Regions from separate parts of the Hordeum vulgare genome. Here region 2 is linked to region 1. A link is a contact called in public Hi-C data. All regions are on one chromosome and are shown on one strand. Each heading gives the region's core, a stretch centred on a gene start, on an enhancer-like site or on the middle of the called end of the contact. The rest is flanking DNA. Distances are from core to core; before and after follow the strand shown.

Region 1 (4,330 bases), core at 1,450-3,949:
CAACGGTAGAGCTCAGGCGACCCTTGGCAACATGGTGTGGTGGTTCCCATATCCAAGGAGGAATTGTACTGGCCACCTGATATCTTTGGTTTTGGTTAGTTCGAATTAACGACGGTGGTGAGTGGGACCAGGATCCTTTTCGGCGGTTCTCGCGGTTTGCCGAGGTGGGGTCACAACATGTCCAGTGTTGACATTCGCAGACGGTGGTTGGAGCATCAGGGACCCCGCGGTGGTAGTGTTGTTGTGTTTGAAAGTGGTCGGGTCGGTGCACAGGATGTCGGTTGGAATCTAGTGACAGATCGAGTGAATACCTTGTCTTCGATCGGTGGCCGGATCCGATGATGGTGACGCCCTTAATGTCATTTCCTTCTTGAAGGCATCAACAAGGTGATGGCGGCGTCCATGTGTCAGACCTCCTGTGTGGGCATCATTCTTGAAGGTGTTCATCGGCTTGAGGGATGAGTGAACATTTTCGACGATGGAGCGACGTTTCTTATGCCGCATTGATAGTGTGGAGTCTCGGCGACGTGGCGCAACAAGGTCTCGGCGATGGATGCGGGATCATTAACGCGCGTAGGAAGGTGGTGTTGCCCGACATCCTGGTGACATCGATGACAGGCCTAACAAGACCAATACATCGATACCAATTCTGAAGAGGGGTCGGTGGAAGATGATGATGGCCTCTGAAGCGTGCGCATGCGATGTCCGTTGAGAATACATTGGATCGGTTTGTGTCCTTGACCCGTCATTGGACGACGTGGTTTGGGCCTTCGATTTTGATGTTTGGCTTGGATGTGAGATTAGTGCAGGCGGGCATGATTATGTGCATGCCTTCCATAATTTGATAGACCTATACATTGATATCAATTCTGAAGAAGGATCGGCAAAAGATGATGATGATGGCTTCTAAAGCGTGCACATCAGATGATCGTTGAGAATACATTAGACCGGTTTGCGTCCTCGACTCGCCATTGAACGACTTGGTTGGATCCTTCGGTTTTGATGTTTGGTTTGGATGTGAGGTTTGTGTAGGCGGGCCTGATTATGTGCACGCCTTTTATAATATGATAGATGGATTGTTATTGTCAAGAAAGTGGCTTTAGATTTATTAATATATATATTGTAAAATCTTGATGAATAATTGATAACATGACAGTATGCATCGTCATACGTCTCATGTAGAAGGGTCCGTCTCTTTTTTAAAAATAGTAATACCCCTTATGTTATTTTAGTTCTTCATAACTATAATTATTTAGTAATATGCAAAATCCAGACTTTGGGATTCATCATTTCCTATAATTATTTATCCCTCTCATCATCATTAAGCAAATCCATCACCGTGCGGTTCAAAAGTTACCACTGTCATTGGACGGTTTGGTTGGACCCCTTAGTTTGTTACCATCCCTCTTATCATCATTTCTTATACATTAGACCAGTTTGTGTCTTCGACCCGTCATTGGACGGCTTGGTTGGACCTTTCAGTTTTGATGTGAGGTTTGTGTAGGCGGACCTAATTGTGTGCACGCCTTTCGTAATTTGATAGATGGACCGTTATTGTCTAAGAAGGTGGCTTCAGATTTATTAATATATATTTTACAAAATCTTGATGAATAATTAATAACATGACAATATACATAGTCATGCATCTCATGCAGAGGGGTCAGTCTCCTTTTCAAAAATAGTAATGTTGTTTTTATACCTAAACAATTATAGTTGTCAAGAACTGTTTAATTTTTGGGAAAGTCTTACCTTTCACCGGTTGATCCGCGCGATCCATCCGTCGACCGCTCGTCCGCTGGATCTCGCCTCGACCTAATAACCGTTTTCTGAAACTGGACCGTTGTTTCAGAAACTGGATAGTTGTTTCAGAAACTGGAACAGCGTCTAATCGCGAACTGTTTCCCGAAACTGGATCGTTGTTTCAGAAACTGGACAGTTGTTTCAGAATCTGGAACAACGTGGTGACCAGCTTCCCAGAGGCCGGGAGGCGACGAAGGTCGGCGGGGGAGAGGTACTCGAGGAGGAAGTGGTAGCGGAGCACGTCGGCGAGGTCGGACCCGTGGCGGCCACGAACGCCGAGGGCGACTATGAAAGGTCGGCGTTGGGCACGGCGAGCAGCGTCGGCAAGGACCGTCTGGACGTCGACGACAGCGGCCGGAGGAGCGCCAGCAGCAGCAGCCCCGCCAACGCGAGGAGGACGAGGCACCGCGAGATCTGTCCCCGCATCTATTGTTTTCCCAAACGCGGCTATTGTTTGTGCAACTCGACCTGTGTTTCACGAACTATTGGGTGCAGAACATAGATCGGACGGCTGCACCGATACATCCAGTGGTCGTTGAGGTGGCCCGCCGGTGTACGGGTAGCAGCTCTTTTAATTTTTTATAATTATAATTATTTAGATACAGATGAAGTAATAATAGGAAAAATCGGGATTCTGGGATTCATCATTTCCGATAATTATTTATCCCTCTCATCATCATTAAGCAAATCCATCCCCGTCCTGTTCAAAAGTTTTTACCACCGCCGGTCCGTCCAGTCCGAGTCCCCGACCCAGGCCCCGCAGCCGCGCGGAGACCAAGCGCCCTTCTCCAAAAACCACGCAGCCCCTCCGCGCTACCGTTCCAACACCACACTTGTCTCCTCCTCCCCCCGCCTCGGATCCCCTTTCCGCCCCGCCCCGCCCCGACGGCCGCCTCCGCCCGGCCCATCCCGGATGGGGTACCTCTCCTGCCGGGCGGACTCGTCGGCGGCGACGTGCCGCTCCATCACGGCCATCTCGCCGCTCCCCATCTCGCGCCGCGCCAGGGGCCCCGCCGCCTCGCTGCCGCCCGCCGCCGCGCCGGTGATCGAGCGCTTCGCCTACGACGACCTGGAAGCCGCCACCTCGCACTTCGCCGACGCCGCGCTGCTCGGCCGGGGCAGCCACGGGGCCGTCTACAAGGCCGTGCTCCCCTCGGGCCGCGCCGTCGCCGTCAAGCGCCCCTCCCCGCGCCGCGCCGAGGTGGACAACGAGATCCGCATCCTCTCCTCCGTGCGCGGCCCGCGCCTCGTCAACCTCCTCGGCTACTCCGACCCCGGCCCCGGCCCCGACCCGCTCCGCCGCCCGCGCCTGCTCGTCGTCGAGTACATGCCCAACGGCACGCTCTACGACCTGCTCCACTCCAACCCGCGCCCGCCCGGCTGGCCCCGCCGCGTCCGCCTCGCGCTGCAGACCGCCAGGGCGCTGCGCGCGCTCCACGACGCCGAGCCCGCCGTCATCCACCGCGACGTCAAGTCCGCCAACGTCCTGCTCGACGCCCACCTCGACGCGCACCTCGGCGACTTCGGCCTCGCCCTCCGCATCCCCAAGACGGACGGAGGCGCCGCCAATGCCGCCACGCCGGCGCCCGCGGGCACGCTCGGCTACCTCGACCCGGCCTACGTCACACCGGAGAGCCTCAGCACCAAGACCGACGTCTTCAGCTTCGGGATCCTGTTGTTGGAGATCATGAGCGGACGCAAGGCCATCGACGTTCAGTACTCGCCGCCCTCCGTCATCGAGTGGGCGGTGCCCCTGCTACGCAAGGGGAAGGTCGTCGCGTTGTTTGACCCACGGGTAGCGCCGCCCCGCGACCCAGTCACTCGAAGAGACCTGGCTTCGCTGGCTTTAAGTTGTGTACGGTCCTGCCGGGAGCGACGGCCTTCAATGGCTGACATTGTTGACAGGCTCGTCGTCCTCAGCAAGGCGGTGTCCGCCAAGGTGTGGAACGGGATGGCGGTGGTAGGAAACCCTTGTGCGATCGTTGATGTCCAGAAGACCATCTCCAAGCGAGCTGCTGCATCAGAGAAGGAATCGACTTCAGCATTGGCATTTGATGACGATGAAAAGGAGGCAGATGCAACCTTGGAGGAGCTAGTGCCACTGGTGGGTGCCAAGAAACCACCACGGCCATTGAAGAACGGAAAGGTGTTCTCTGAGGCAGGGGATGGGGAGAGGAGGAATCTCTTGGAGCTGATGGCTCGGATTGATGGTGTTGCAGGCCAAAGATTTGGCATTAGTCGGGCAAGAACAGTGCGCGGCACTAGTGATCTTATGCAAAAGGATGCAGTCTTGATTCTGAGGAGGAACCAAACCGTCAGAGTGGTTGAATCAGAGGCACTCGGTAAAATTGATAGGGTTTCACATTTAGATGCAAGCATCAAGCATAAAACAGTGAAAGAACATGAGAAGGCAGGGAAAATCCAAGACAAGGCAGATGAAATTCAAGAGAAAGCAGAGAAAATCCAAGATAAGTCGGATGGAATGCAAGAGAAAGCAGAGAAAGTCCAAGAGAATGAAGGCAAAATCCAA
Region 2 (4,267 bases), core at 471-2,970, 72 kb before region 1:
GTTAGTTTTTCTTTATAATGAGGGAGAAAAAGAGAAGGGTCTTTTTTTCACACACGGAAAAAAGAGAAGGTGAGCCACGCACGCGCATGCAGCGTAAATATTCCTCGCCTCGGTGCTAGCGGGACAGGGTGCTGGCCCACGACGTTCGCGTGGGGTGGACCGGCCATTATGCCGTTTGATCCTAGGTTTTGGGGTAGGTTACGTACGGTTTTGATGGGTTTTAAAAACCATATTCATAATTTTTCAATTTTGTAAATATATAAATGGAACATATTTTATTTGCTAATTTTATAAAAAAAACAGCTGGTATTTTAAAATGTTCATTGTGTAATGAAAATCGTATTAAAAAGTCATCATGCATTCAAAAAATGTTCTTGTCTATTAAAAGATTGGTCAACATAGATTGAGAAACCGCTCATCATAGTGTAACTCAAAAATGTTTGTCATATATTTTAAACTTATCCATGTAACTAAGTCATCGAAAATTTGTCCATGTAATTTTTTTAAAGTGTTCACATGTTTTAGATAATTCTAGTGTATTTTCAAAAGTTTTTACAAATTTAAAAAATTAGCACAGATTTTAAAAATCAAAAAACAAGGCAAAAAATAAAAGGCACGTAAATAATAAACTGACCAGAAAACACGCAAAAAAGAAGAAAATAAAAAAAAGATAGGAAAACCAAACACAAACTAAAATTAAAAAAAGAAAAACAGTGCACACGGATGCAAGGAGACTCCACCAAACAGCGGAACCAAAGGAGCAAAATGGACCTTATGCATTTTTTAGATAGTGGAGATACATCATCAAGTTACTTTTCTTCTATCGGAATAGTACATTGTAAGTCAAGAAGGTTTTCATTAGTTTCTGGCTGTTACGTGCTATATTTAGGGAAACGTTTCTGATCCATGCGCCGGCCGAACCGGTCGCATGAGACCCCGCGTGACCCGCTGACTGGGCATGCAACATTTTTCGTTTAAATTGGTTGCAATCAGCGTCATATTTGCTGCAAACGTTTTTTGCTACATTTGTCCAGTAAAAAAGTTACATATACGTTTGGTTGTAACTTCAGTTCGTTGAATTTTTCATTACAATCGATGTTTTTTTACTTTTGCTACAACCGTGTTAATTTTTGTTACGACCGACATCATTTTTTGCTGCAACCGTTCACTAAAAAAGTTGCATACACGTTCACATAGATATTTGTTACAACCGGTGTTTGACTTTTGCTACCACGTACCATCAACTTTGTTTTTTTGCTACGATCACGTGGATATTTTTTTTATAAATTTTGTTTTTTGTTGCAACCGTTGAAAAAATTGTTACATCGTGTCAAATTTTTGCTACATCGAGAAAAAAATGTTGCATGAAGATCCAACGGTGCGGACGCGCGGGGTTGGTGGATCGTGCGGCCCGCGCGAGGCCGGCCGAAAGTTTGGATCGATCCGGTTTGGTACAGTGATGACGGTGTGGTATATACAGGTCTGCACAGATGTGCAGCAGAAGTTCAGCAGCGTTCAATTCGTCACGGAGCAATTTGAACAAACGTGCAGCAAATAACCTTCTTTCTTGAGATAGAACAAATGAGTTGGGGCACGCAGCATGCATTTTGGACAAGGACAGTGGTCGGCGAGCGAGCAGCTGAACGTGCAGTGCACTGGACCCCTTTGAGAACGGACAACGTGGTGGGCGGCTGAGCATGACGGTACGTGCACCGATCAACAGCGGCAGACGAAGCAAAGGGATCCGGCAACAGCAAGACGCCCAGAGGCCAGAGCCACTGCTCATTCCACAAGCAGCTCGTGACCGACGAAGGAAACAAAACCATCTCCTTCTTTGCCACTGCATCTTTTCAAAACGAATAGCACAGTTTTTGATGTGTTTTTCTTTTAAACGGTATAAAACTTTATTCCTCGTATAATAGCCATGTCGTTTATAAGAAAGTGAGAAATAAAGTCCGGAAATGAAGAATCCCAAAAATCAGAGGATCAAGTCCTAAAGCTGATCAGGTCAAAAAAAAAAAAAAAACCCAGCGCCAGAGCTATTTCGCGGTCAACGCCCGATTAGGTATTTCTTTTCTTTCGCTGGCATTTCTCGTTCGCTGGAATTGCTACACTTTGTTGATTTGGACTGGGTTTTTTGTTTTTTTTTCTTATTTTCATTTCTTTTTTGTTTCCTTTCCTTTTACCTCTTTTCTTCATGTTTTTCTTTGGTTGTTCTTTCACTGGGTTTTTCTTTCTTTTCTCGGTTTCACTGGTTTTCCCTTTCTTCTTTTCTTCTTTTTCTTTGGTCTTTTGTTTCTTTTCTAGTTTCACTGTTTTTTCACTTATATTTTTGGTATACATCTAATACATTTTATAATACATGTTTTAGAAAATTAAAACACAAGATTAATATTTTTAATACATGGTTAACATTTATCAATACACGGTGTACATTATATTAGTGCCGGCTAATGTTTTTACACACACAATGTACATTTATTGTATACATCAGGAACATTTGTATATACATGTTTCACATTTTTAAGATCAGAATTAACTTTTGAACTATTAATTTTATATCCACTTTTACTCAATGTATGGTTTATACTTTTTCATATACACCAAGAGTATCAATATATACATTTAACATTTTTTAAATACACGATCTACATTTTTTCATACGCACTGTATTTATATATATTTTTTGTATACAAGGAAAAATATCTATACACATTCAACATTTTTCAAATGATTAATTATCTTTTTTATGTATGTTCAACCTTTTCTTACACATTGTGTATATTTTTATGCTTTGCGTATACATGAAAAACTTTTCTCTATACAGATTTAACATTTTTTTAATGTTTAATGTAAGTGTTTTCTTTTTATAATAGTATACAATTGCTCGTGCGTTGCAATAGGTGTAAATATTCTATAATATGTTAGCTCATGATTACCTTCCATATTAATGTGATTGTCTAAATAATTGTTATCAAATCATGCTCCTGATTTTCCTACCTAAATAAGTTTAGGATTTTATTTAGTAATCCCTTAGTAAGGACTTAATGTATTGCCAAATAAAACATACTTTTATTTAATAAGTCAATAAAGAGAAGGGAGAATTGGACAAAGAACGAGGTGGGCGAAAAAAATCGTTTTTTTAGTAGGAGAGATATATATTTACAATATTGGGATGTATACAGAAAAATTAGAAAAGAAACCAAAAAATAAAAATAAAAACATGTGAAAAACCACTAGAAAAAGACGAGCGCTTCAAGGCCCGCGGCCTCCCGCACATTGAGTCGCATAACTTGCTCTTTAGAACCTTCAACGTAAATCCCTACTTTGGACCGGGCGTGTGAATGACCGAAATCCCTCGGTATGACCCAAATCGAGGGGTGGAGTAGGAAGTCTCGTTGTCGAACACTGGTAATCCAAACTCCTTCTCCATGGAGCCCTGCAATATTCAGTGAAGCTCAACACTCCCACCTATTCATATCCGTAGTGTGGTCACCCAAGGAGCCTCCCTCGTCTATTAAAGTCCGTCGGTGGCCCCCAAACGCAAGCCACCCCCATTACTTCCTATGGTGCGTGAGCGCGTGACATGGCACGTGTAGCTTGCCATCAAGGATCACGTGTACCATGTGCGGCTGCTGAAAACCCCGAGCTCGAAGAAGGAAGAGGAGGATGACATATGCCTCATGGGGCTCATGGAGGTGAAGGGGTACGACGACCATGTGGGACTCGTGGAGGAGGAGTAACTCGTAGTCGTCACGGGAGAAGACACGGTTGGCATTGCAACTGAGGGTGGCAACGCTATCCGAGGCCCATCATGGAAGGAGGCAGAGGCGTGGTACCACTTGGCGCTGGGCAAGGACGCCAAGCACCTTGCGGCGGTGGTGTAACTCGTTGTCGTGGCTGGAACCATGTCATCCTCAAGTCCATCGAGGTCGAGCATGTGGTGACGACGAACCACCATGACTTTTTTAAAATAAAACTTCCACTTTATTAATTAGAAATAATAGTTACATCCTCCAAAAGAAAAGATACAATATTATTCATTGGCTCCTCAAACCAATCTCTAGTGAGTGAAAAATTTGCTATCCGAGCAATTTCATGAGCCACCTTATTGGCTTTCCTATTACAATGTTCAAAACTAATTTGAGGGAAATCACAAGCCAGAAAATAGTAGTCATCAAAAACTGCCGCTGCCGGTCTCACCGATTGTCCTCCATTATTCATTGTATCAATCACTTTCATATTGTCCTAGTTTACTATCACGTGA

Evidence for each region. Hi-C and Micro-C count contacts between places; a contact is called where the count stands out from the background.
Region 2: a contact with region 1 is called in a Hi-C map of leaf, with 4 times the contacts expected there. The contact joins the enhancer-like site here to the promoter of LOC123439837 in region 1. A contact is called at or near these places in 3 of 6 Hi-C or Micro-C datasets (leaf and seedling) and 1 of 1 datasets of contacts at active chromatin or transcription factors (embryo).

The regions. Positions count from the first base shown.
Region 1 is chr1H:391,052,027-391,056,356 of MorexV3_pseudomolecules_assembly, reverse strand. It overlaps LOC123439837 (serine/threonine-protein kinase-like protein At3g51990), which reads left to right and starts at 2,699. Exons shown (of 1, transcript XM_045116490.1): 1 at 2,699-4,330. The coding sequence starts at 2,714.
Region 2 is chr1H:391,123,449-391,127,715 of MorexV3_pseudomolecules_assembly, reverse strand. No RefSeq gene overlaps it. Among protein-coding and RNA genes, the nearest start is that of LOC123439837, 72 kb to the right of the region's middle. Within about 2 kb of position 1,720, at least 3 of the 3 cell types and tissues checked have open chromatin away from gene starts, as enhancers often do. A contact at or near this core is called in leaf and seedling, where this site is marked.